3 separate regions of the Mus musculus genome follow, and all the other regions are linked to region 1. The links are chromatin contacts, called in public promoter capture Hi-C maps. All regions are on one chromosome and are shown on one strand. The core of a region is the stretch at or near the end of the contact, and the rest is flanking DNA. Distances in the headings are between cores, read along the strand shown. Region 1 holds the start of Col11a1 (collagen, type XI, alpha 1). Region 2 holds the start of Rnpc3 (RNA-binding region (RNP1, RRM) containing 3). Region 3 holds the start of Amy1 (amylase 1, salivary).

What was found. Promoter capture Hi-C pulls out the DNA fragments that hold promoters and counts their contacts.
Region 2: a promoter capture Hi-C map of neural stem cells shows a contact between it and region 1. The contact joins the promoter of Rnpc3 here to the promoter of Col11a1 in region 1. A contact is called at or near these places in 17 of 39 promoter capture datasets (the 3T3-L1 cell line, 3T3-L1-derived adipocytes, the HPC-7 cell line and 10 more), 1 of 15 datasets of contacts at CTCF or cohesin (the NIH/3T3 cell line), 16 of 484 Hi-C or Micro-C datasets (the 3T3-L1 cell line, cerebral cortex, cranial neural crest and 7 more) and 19 of 115 datasets of contacts at active chromatin or transcription factors (the NIH/3T3 cell line, astrocytes, craniofacial prominence and 10 more).
Region 3: a promoter capture Hi-C map of hippocampal neurons shows a contact between it and region 1, with 3 times the contacts expected there. The contact joins the promoter of Amy1 here to the promoter of Col11a1 in region 1. A contact is called at or near these places in 7 of 39 promoter capture datasets (the 3T3-L1 cell line, 3T3-L1-derived adipocytes, the C10 cell line and 3 more) and 1 of 9 other capture datasets (adipose tissue).

The regions. Positions count from the first base shown.
Region 1 is chr3:114,029,212-114,032,665 of GRCm38.p6, forward strand. It overlaps Col11a1 (collagen, type XI, alpha 1), which reads left to right and starts at 1,329. Exons shown (of 67, transcript NM_007729.3): 1 at 1,329-1,792. The coding sequence starts at 1,690.
Region 2 is chr3:113,628,338-113,632,061 of GRCm38.p6, forward strand. It overlaps Rnpc3 (RNA-binding region (RNP1, RRM) containing 3), which reads right to left and starts at 1,812. Exons shown (of 15, transcript NM_001038696.1): 1 at 1,526-1,812; 2 at 8-55. The coding sequence starts at 1,717. It also overlaps the pseudogene Gm17954.
Region 3 is chr3:113,572,988-113,576,791 of GRCm38.p6, forward strand. Amy1 (amylase 1, salivary) reads right to left here and starts at 1,775. Exons shown (of 11, transcript NM_007446.2): 1 at 1,617-1,775.

The DNA.
Region 1 (3,454 bases), core at 79-2,578:
ATGGTTTAAAGCTTAGCATCAAATAAAGACTTGAACGTGCACGCTTGATAAGCCTAATTGAAGGCCCTTAAGCACTGATATGACTGAAATGCTAACAGTAAGTCCTGCCTTCTAGTCTCTGTGTTGGTAGAGAAAATGAACGTGTTCCTTCAAAGCTTCTCTATGGAGTGGGTAATGTATGCTGGTACCCTGTTGGACACTTCCTACTTCTGTCCATTGCTGGACATTGGACATGGCACTCACTGTGGGAGAGACACGTTTCAGAAATGATTTAAAACACAAAAGACCAATCAGGAGGATGGAGGAATTCAAATATGCAGAAAACTGACCAGGGAATCAAATGTATAGATTTAAGAGATACACTGAGGAGGAGATGGGTTTCTTAGAACCACTTCCCTCTTGTTAGACTTTGCTAGTGGAGTGACCACGTTTTCAGCCCCAAGGCTCAGGGCCAGGCCAGGCCAGTAAAGAAACTGACTGGATTGGTTGGAGAATTCTGCAGGCAGCTTTCCTGTCCTTCTCTATTCCCTGCTTCTCCCTTTCATCCAGTATCAGGATTTGCTGGAAAAGCAAGTGACTGATTCCCTTAGTTTCTACTGCTATGGGTTCTTGGTCTTTCCTCTTTTCTTGCAGACAAGCCCCTCAGTGAGCTCTGGGCAGTCTTTGAACATTTGAGAAGCTTAACTTTCATCTCACCAACTAGATTTTGCCTACAAGATGAGGATTTTGATCTTTAGAGTTCCTTCATGCCACCTTCGTTAGTCTCTAGTTTAAAAATATTAGTAAAACACTTTTGGATGCAGGCAGCACAGAGCCCACTGGTTCCTGATTCCATGGCTGCCTTAGGAAGCAAGGTTTTTGGAGATGGATAAAATTACCGCTGCCAGTCCAGGACTCCAGCCGTGGGGCCAGTGAACATGCTGGTCTTCTCCCCTCTTTCCCCTCCCACCTCCGAAGAAAGGGGGGGGGGGCTCCCGGACTGGTGCGAGCAGAGTGCTTGGTTTTTATTGAATACAGAAGCTACTCGAACGTCCCGTGTGCTGCGGGGCTGTCCTGCAATTCCTTTCATTCCCAAAGTGCAGGAGTCCAGCTTTGGTCCCGCCTAACTCCCTCCCATTTCTTTTCAGGGGATTTGAGGAGGGGGGGAAGGAGAGGGAAGATGAAGGGTGGCTGGTGGGCTGGGCCTGCACAGAAGTCTGGATCCTCCAGGGAGAGACTGGGCGGGTTCAAGGCTGCGGGGAGGCCTGTGATTGGGTATGACCTTCAGTCGGCTTGTCAGTTTCTCGGGCACACAGGAGGCGGGAGGAGTGGGCGGAGGAGGGGGCTGCGCGAGCCTCTTGTCCAGCCCACCCACAGCATGAAGCCTTTAGGGGTGCTCAGTGCTTTCGGCTTTTTTTCTTGAAACCCTTCATCTGCCCTCAGTCTGAAGGCAGGGTCAGGCGTAGGACGGGTCCCGGGGTCGCAGTCTCCTGCGGGCCACCCCAAAGGGAGAGGAGGGGGCGAGAGACAGGAAGGAAGCAAACCATCAAATTGGAAAAAAAAAAATTAGAGCCCTTTGACTTTTTTTTTTTTTACTCCCTTTCCCTTCCGGATGGCTGTGTAGCGAACGTAGGCGACACCTTGGAAGGGACAAAGTTGGTCTGCAGTGGCAATTTCGTGGGTTCACAGTCGTGAGCGTGGGGCTTGGAGATGGAGCCCTGGTCCAGGTGGAAAACGAAACGGTGGATCTGGGATCTCACCATCTCAACCCTCGCCTTGACTTTTCTCTTCCAAGCTAGAGAGGTCAGAGGAGGTAAGGAGGAAAAAAAAAAGTTTGGGGAGGTGGGACATTGCCACCCGGCTTTCTTCTTTTTTGTGTGTGCTCTTCTCCCTTGTCGTCTCCCCACTTCTTTTAAATAAAATCCAGATTGTAGTTGCTACCGGGTTAAGTGTGGAAACTGGAGAGACAGGGAGATGGATGTAGGCGGGACAGTAATGGGCTAGGAGGTAGGTGGCAGGATTAAAAGATCTGTCAGGCACCGGGCAGGCTGAGAAAGCCCATCATCCCTTCTCATTTTCTTTGCAAAAAGAAAAAAAAAATTACCTTGAACAGGAAGGCAGTGGTACAAAGCTTTTGTTTCAAGAACAGTCTTTACTCAGAGTCCTCGGTCCTTTGAACCAATCTTTGGGTTTCTTCGGGTTCTAAAGGAGATATCTTTTGAAGGGTGACCTGAGGAGAAAATACTGAGAAAGAGTATAAAGTGAACTGTGATAAACTTCTTTGTCTGCAAGGAAGTGAAAAACGGGCTGTTTTTACTTTGGAGGATATAAGAGAAACCAGCGGGGATGAAGCTAGAAGATTGAGAGCACTTTGTGTGTGGCATTTTGAAATGTTCTCAGAGGAACACATTTCCCAGACGATAAAGTGGAGTTCAGGAGTGCTCGGGGCAGAAGGGGGGGGGGCAGTTTCTCCTGATGATTACCCCCCTCCTCTCCGTGACACCCTCATCCTCGCTCATCCCTTGTCCCCTCCAAACAGCTTATTCTTGCAGGTTGGACCTACAACTCTCTTGGAGGGCGAGGAAAGTCTCCAAGCAAATGGGGTGGTGGGCAGACGACTAGGGATAGGGAGGAAGAGGAGGGGGCCTGGGATAGGAGGGGGAAGGTAAGGAAAAGTTCCTACGTGGCACTACCAAATATTGAATGGCCAGACCTGTGTAGCTGACTGTAGCCCTGTCAGTACCGGAGGAGGGAGAGCGACTTCACTCCTCCCTCCGCTTGCCTCCTCCCTCCCCCGCCCCCGCCCTTTCCCGAAAAGGCATCTGGCTGCAGCGGTCCCTTAGGTGCTGTAGACTCGGCTGGCAGGAGAAAGCCCTTTGAGTTGGTGAGCCTGAGCAATTCACAGTAGAAAACAAGCTTTGTCAGGACTGCAGAGAGAAGCGGGGAATAGAGAGGAGAGGAGAGAATGGGGTTGGAAATGCCAACCCAACTCTGAAAGCACAGGTTTCGTAGAAACCTGAGCCTGGCCTTTGGTCTTGTTGCACATATCTGAGCGTTCCCTAAATTGAGTTAGCACTTCAGGGGGGCAGCCCTAGGGTCTGATTCTTAGGGGCTTCACACTCGCCAGGAACAGGCGGCTTCTCATTCATTCTGTGATGAGCTCTGGTGACCCTAGGCCACAGTGGGGCTCAATTCGATTTTTTTTTTTTTTTGCAATGATTGAGGCTACTTACGTTGATTCGTTTCAATGATAAATATAAGCATCTTTGAAAGTAGACTACCTCAAAAATTGGCAGTTTACTTTTTGGTATTCTGTCCTCTTTTGGGTTGGGCAGTTTGGGCAGCAGTTCTGCCCTCTGCTGGTTTTCTTCAGCAAGGGAAAGTCTATTACTTAGTGATACTGAAAAAAATGTTACTTGCCTAAGGAAGAATAGATTGCTGTCTCCCCAGCTTGTCCACATACACATGTAGACGT
Region 2 (3,724 bases), core at 562-3,061, 400 kb before region 1:
GACATACCTTTATTGCTGCTTTTTCATTAGGGAAAGTAGCAAATGCTGTGTGTTTCTGAAATAAAATTAAGGCACATATTATTTCCAGTGTTTCAAAAGTCTAATAAAAAGTAACATTTTAAAAACATGCAATATATTAATGAAAGTATCGGAAAGGATGGAAATTTTAGACTATTTAACTGATCACTAGTTTCAGTCTAGAGGTTCCGAATCTTCTAGGGTCAGACTTCTTGGACTTGCACGCTCTTCAGCTTTGCCTCTCAACATAAATGAATAAGGACAAACACAATATATTTTATAATAGCAAAGAGTTCAACAGACCACAATTTTTAAAAAAACTCTCTACTCCTGGGGACCAGAGAGATGGGACAGTGGTAAAAGTCAGTAGGGCTCTTACCAAGGGCATCATTGGGAAGATGTCCCAATGTCCATGTTCAGCAACTTCATAACCACCTGTACTCCTACAAACCCCCAAAATATACACAAATGTACAACATAATTAAAAGTATAATAAATCTTAAAGCATCTCCTCTTTCCAAAAAAGATCACTCTTAAAACATTTAGGGCTGGTGAGATGGCTCAGCGGGTGAGAGAACTGACTGCTCTTCCAGAGGTCCTGAGTTCAAATCCCAGCAACCACAAGTTGGCTCACAACCACCCATAATGAGATCTGAAGATAGCCACACTGTACTTACATATAATAAATAAATAAAACCTTAAAAAAAAAAAAAACCCTCAGCATAGCCTTTCTAGACTGTGAGTTTCATGTCCACACAAAAGTGATGCATGGAGAAGCTTGATTCATTATTAAAATGAAAAATTTATACATATGGAATACCCTTTTTCATCTCACTCAAAAGTCTTTTCAGTCTATACAAGATAAAATTTAAAATCATTTACTAACAGTGAAATCACCCCTCAAGGTGCATTGTCTCTTTTTGCTTTGTTTCTATAATTTCAGTAATAAGTCTAATTTTCTCATTTGAATTCTATTTTGAATACCATCCTGAAAAAGGTGAACAAATTATATTACTGGTAAGTTTGAGTTGTTTATTAGAACTCTGAATTTGTCCAATCTGATTCAAGGAGAGCCTACTGTATTTAGATTGAATTAAGGGATATTTGTATTTGCATTTTGTTAATCTATTAAGTCTATTACACTCAAATTTTTGCTATTATGTATATCCTGCTCTACAACCCAGGATTTAAAAGCAATTTTTTAAAATAAAAATACAAAACCAAAAACCTTGCATACGACTATGAGAATCTAACAGAAACAGTATTTTCAAGTCTAGGCTAGTTTTGAATTCGACCGGGCGGGTGCGCTCGCCGGTAGAAACCTCTACACAGTCCCTGCGTGGCTCAGCCTTAATCTAACTGGCTCAAGGTTCAATTCCATGCTCGCCTCTCTGGTAGGCAAGCTGCGCAGGCGCAGACCGCGAGCCTAGTCCTGTTTCTCCCGGTCCTAGCGGCCCGGCTCCGCCCCGCCCCGCCCCGCCCCGCCCCGCCCGCTGCGCACGCTTACCAGGCGCCCCTTATCTGACAGGACGCGCACCGACTGCGCCCCGAAGTACTTCAGTAAGTCCTCCTTCTCCTCAGCCGTCAGCTCGGCCGGCAGGTGCCTGACGAGGAGGGTGCGGTCTCCCCGGGGCGGAGAAAGCGAAGCGGAGCCTGGGCCGCCTCGGGACAGCGGCATCGGCGGCTCAGGCCCCGCCATCTAGCTTCCCTGCAGAAGCGGCCAGAGACGGAACCTCCGCGCAAGCTTCCGGCCGAACTCCCGCAGTCACCGAGGCTGAGCGGAAGATAGTTTCCGCTTCGCGCTAAGGATTCTGGACGCAGGGAAATCCCGCGAGAGGAGAACTCCTCGCGAGAATGGCCTCCGGGAGAGTCGCTCTTCTCTTTTCGGGACTGTTGCGGGGGAGAGCGCCTAGGAGTCGTGCTTTAAGTTTAATGAGAGGTTGTAATAAAATAAAGACTGAAAGAGACGCCACTGTTAGAAGGACAGCAATCTCATCGAAGAACGTCAGTCATGCAAAAGAAAAATACTGTAATCCCAGGGATCAAGTACTGAAGGAACCGTGCAAGGGCTGTTGCTCCCTGGGCTCTTAATCCAGATTTTTCAGAAAGTGAATCTGGCTGGTGAATGGAGAACGCTCGGGAAATGTCAAGTGTGTTCCTAGCATTTAGGACTGGTGAAACACAAGTCTCCAGCCTCAGATTCAACAGTGCAGGCGAGAGAGCACGCCGTTATCAGTCGGCAAATACAGGCTGAAAGTTCTCGCCACGGTTTGTTTATTAAACAAAATTGGCTTCTTCCATGAGTAAATACCTAAAAATGTGTTAGCGTACGTATTCATGGATGTAAGTTCTCTTCTCACCACCTCACGACTGAGAGTACTGACGTAGATTAAGACTCATTGCTAACCAATAGGTGAGATCTGAGCCCTTGCACCCAAGTTGGAGTCTACACTGTTGTGACTAAGATTCGGCCCTGGTGGTCTAAAGTAATATCCCTTACAGATTAATCAAGATGTGTATGCTCACTCCGTAGTCCTAGGGTGTCTTTTACTTCTAATTTGCTTGATGGATATGAGCCAGTTAGTACACAGTACTTCAAAGATCCGCTTTGAGGAAGCATTGCATGGGGAGATAAATTACCAAAATATTGAGTGACTAGAGACAGATCTTGTGAACCTTAGAGGTTTGTTAGGAACCTTGCTCATGGGAACAGAAGCCGACAGACTTAAGAGTGTGTGGAAGGAATAGTTAAATTTTACGTTTAAAAATCTCTTTGATTTCACTATGAGTAATATAGCAGAAACCGGGCATGGTGGCACACACCTTTCATTCTAAGTTCCCAAGAGGCAGAGACAGATGCATCTCAAGTGATTTTGAGGCCAGCGTGGGTGACACTGAGTTCCAGGACAACCAGAGCTATGTAAAGACACAAAGGAAAGGAAGAAAGAAAAGAAAAAGTGGGGAGCACTCAGAGGAAATCTAGTTCCGTTTCACATCAAATTATTAGTTCACAAGTGTGAGGCTATAAAACAATATGCCTCCCCTCCACACACCAGTACAGTATTTATGGGAGCAAATATCTATCATAAGCTCTTAAGAAAGTGCATCAGTTTTTGTGCCTTGGTCAATAAGTTTATTGTCTTTATTTAAAAAAAAAAAAGCTTAATAGAAACTTGCTTTAGCTCTCAGCAGCTCATTTCTGAGCTGTGAGGAAGTGTGCCCTTCTTCTGAGCAACCCAATATTTCTTCTGCAACATTTTGACCCATGATGTGCTTCTGATGTACATCTGCATTGAAATCCTTGCTTTCAAAATAAAAACCAGGGAATTGTTTAGGTCTATGAGGGATAGACAAGCCTCCATTCACATCTCCCTTCAGGGTACCACTGTAATTTGGGCAAGACCTGCATCCAAATACCAAGTGCAGGTGCCAAGCATTGATAGTCTTATCAATGCTTTCCACATTGTATTCATCTTTAGTCACCTCCACCTGACCTTCATAGATCTTGTACATTCCAAACCTATTGCAAAGCCTGTGGGCCAGCAGCAGGCCAGTATACTAGGCTACAGCATAATTGGTGAGGCCAACTTTCACCTGTATTTTGACAGTTCATATACATATGCTGTGCAGCCTATCATATCCTCCTTTTACAGGTATATACAATCGAGTAGTGGCATGAACTACTATCTTATATTTGAGCAGCTTA
Region 3 (3,804 bases), core at 525-3,024, 460 kb before region 1:
AAATATATAACTTTGATAGCATCCTAACAACATATCAGTTCCTCTCATGAAGTACACATATTTCAATTTTCAATAAAGCATATATTTATTACTATTTTGTATTATTAAAATACTAATATACAATGCATACTTATGAAAACCAATTATTGTTTGTTATAATGTGTGTGTGTGAGAGAGAGAAAGAGAGAGAAAGATAGAGAGAGAAAGAGAGAGAGAGAAAGAGAGAGAGAGAGTATGTGTGTGTATTATATGGTTTTTGTTCCTCATCATAACTCCTTTTGGGGACTTACATTTCTTTTCCTGTAGTGATTCACAAGATATATGGTATGCTATTGTGAACTATATTCACCTATATATTATGGATAAAAATTACAAGATTATCAAAAACTCTAGATGGAAATGCTGACAACCCTAATGTGGATAGTGTTTGAATACTATTGAATTGCCAAGTGATATTCCATAAATATGCATAATGTGAATTAAAATTTGAAAGAAGAAAAATTAAAAATCTTTTCTAATATTAAGAAATAAAACAAAATTATGCATAATATCCTCAAAAGTAGTTTCTTAGCAATGTTATAAAATAGGTGTTACTATTACAGAGAGAAAACTCTAATATAAATTCAGGATTCCTCTTTACACTCCAGCTTTTATAAATTTAGGCATTTAGCTAAAACCCTTCTTATGGATATCAAAGTCAGATAATTTAAAGACACTACTTAAATAAAAAAAAAACACACACAGTTAATTTTAAATTATTTCTCTACTCTCCCTGTTTGCATATACAAATAAATACTAATTATTTACAAAATTATTTTCCTTGTTATATTCTTCCTAAAATTCATGACAAAATAAGACATTATAAAATACAAATTATTTAGCAGTGGTCAGTAAGAGACAGCATATGTATTCTTGCCATTTGTAGTTAGTAGCCCAGAGGAGACATAGTTAAGTATCTTTATAGTGAAAAATGTACTGGGAATGTCATTAAAATATTATAGTTTCTTTAATGACACATCTTCACATGTAGTTTTATCATGTTAACATTATCTCTAGTGTTGAAAGCTTCTGTATTTTATTTTAAGTTTTTTAAGTTCTAAAGTATTAGGAAGATATTTCACGTGAAGGTAATCAAGTTATAGTTGCTTTACTTAAAACAATTCATAATTCATCTGAGTTTTACCTTGTATTATCTCTCAAAACAGTAGTCATTTACCCACAGGGAAAAAATACCAACTTAAGCTTAGCATAAGTTGCATATGAAGGCTAGAGAAAGACAAAGTTTAGCGAGTCTGCCTACCACATATCTAAAATAAGTTTAGAGCCAAGGCTCAGTACTCATTCCAAAACAAATAGTACAGACTGTGCTGCTGGGCAAGCAAACACGATCTGTCAACAAACCCACAAAAGACCTTGAAACCCTGAAGCCCTAAATAACAGAGATCAAACCATTAAAAATAAAAATAAAATAAACCTCTAATAAAGTACAAAAAGGGATGAAAGAAAAACAAAACCATATATCTTAAAAGTAACTTACTACATCAACTTGTATAAATCAACAACCATCCAAATCTAGAGTTTAGTATTCGTCAAATACAAAACAATAGAAATCTCACCATTTGGTTTCAATTTCTCTTTCGTTCAAACAAAAGGCCAGATTAAACGTTTTTAGGAATTCGTATCCTTTCACTATCCTCTCTTTCAAACCTTATGTAATTCTCCAAATATGGATTCTGTCAGCACTGTGATCTGAGCTCCACAGTGACCTATGATGGACTGGGCACCACCACCCTGGTGTCCTTTGGAAACCACTGCCTTCCCTTGGCTGCTGCTTTATAACCTCCTCTATTGCAACATAATTCATCACTTTGCTTTCTCAATACACAACAACCTCTTCTACTTTCAACTTTTTCTCTAAATCACTTATATACAATATAGGGGTTAAAGGCTTGTAAAATAAGTTTAAAGATCACATTATTTTATCGAGCCAAATTCAATCAATAAAAAAATGAGAACATAATGGGAACAAATTCACTTAATCAAAGGTCTATTATTAGGTCTGCGTTTATCATCTTCTACTCCTGTTGAGTGTAATTACTTGTTTTCATTATATAACTTTCAAGTGTGCTCTTAAGTTGCTAGTATGAGATCTTACGTAGGCACTTAGTGGTATAAGCTTTCCTCTTACCACCACTTTCACTGTGTTCCATAAGTTTGGGTATGCTGTGTACGCATTTTCATTGAATTCTAATAAGTACTCCATTTCTGTCTTTATTTTAGTCTTGACCCAGTTTCCCTTCAGTAGCGAAATATTCAGTTTCCATCAGTTTGTAAGATTTCTGTTGGTTCTGTTGCTGGTTGTCAGATAGGATGCAGGGAATTATTTCAAAACTCTTATATCTACTGAGACATGTCCTGTTTCCAACAGTATGGTCAAATTTGGAGAAATTTCCATAAGGTGCAGAGTAGAAGGCATTTTCTTTTGTGTAGGTAAAATGTTCTACAAATATCACTAAGGTCCATTTGGTTTATAATACCTGTTAGCTCCAGTATTTCTCTGTTTAGTTTTTGTCTGGATGGCTTGTTCCTTGATGACAATGTGGTATTAAAGTCTCCTACTCTCAGTGTGTGAAGGTCAATATGTGATTAAGCTGTAGTAGTGTCTTTTTTTATAAACTTGGGTGCCCTTGTGTTTGGAGCATAGATGCTATGAATTGAAATGTAATCTTAGTGGATTTTCCTTGTGTTCTGTTGGTGAAGCTTGCCTCTGTAGTTACTGTTCAAATTCCTAAATTTTTCACTTCCTGAATTCCCCCAGTTTTGTTTCTTTATTGATTCTCTTTACAATTTCATGACTTGAACAGTTGTATTTATTTCTTTACACTGTTGTGGATTTCTTGGATTTTGTCAAAGGATTTACTCATTTTCTCGTTAAGAATCTGTATCATATTCATAAAGTTAGTTTTAACATCTTTTTCTTTTGTTTCAGTTATGTTGGAATATTCAGGGCCTGCTATGGTAGGATAGCTGGGTTCTATGGAGACATATTGCCCTGGCTATTGTCGATTGTGTTTTTAATGCTAGCAACTAAGCATCTGGGTTTGGATTGATTTTATGTTTAGGTGCTCACATCTTGATTTGTCTTTCTTGGGTGGGTGTTTTGTTCTGTAGTTTCTTTTTCCTCTCATACTTTTCAGAGAATTTGATGGTTGCATGTTGCCTGCTTTCCTGGCCTGTTCATCTGATGTGTTCACAAAGGATGCCTGCTGATTCTGGAGACTGGGTAATTGGGATGAGTTGGGAAAAGAAAGGTTCGAGGATAAGGTCTTCTTGATCCTGGGGGTGGGGTCAGAGAGGAGACTACAGCAGGTTTCGAGCTACAGAGCTGGAGATGAGACTTGGGGATTGGATTTCAGGAGCAGTAGGAGAGGTGTGGGTTTGCCTGCCGATGCTGCATAGTCCACCTCAGTATAACACATCAACTAACACTCAAAAAAGCACCTGCCCTGTGACGCAGTGCTTAATTATTCTGTGTCTTGGCAGTGCTATGATGGGTTTCTTAATCATTCACTCAGCTAGTGGCATCAACCTTCCATACCAGGATTTGCTCTCTGAGTTTGCTTTCAATACTGACACTTTGTATCCCATGCTTCTTGTATTTACTTGCTGATCTGTAACATTGTATGAACTGTAACGCGTACAAGTTATTAATTTATCAATCAAAATTTGTAGGGAATAAAGGACTATGGTTGCCATAGTCGTGTGTACCCAGGTAACTCAAAAATATTTTGGTGGCTTAAAGCT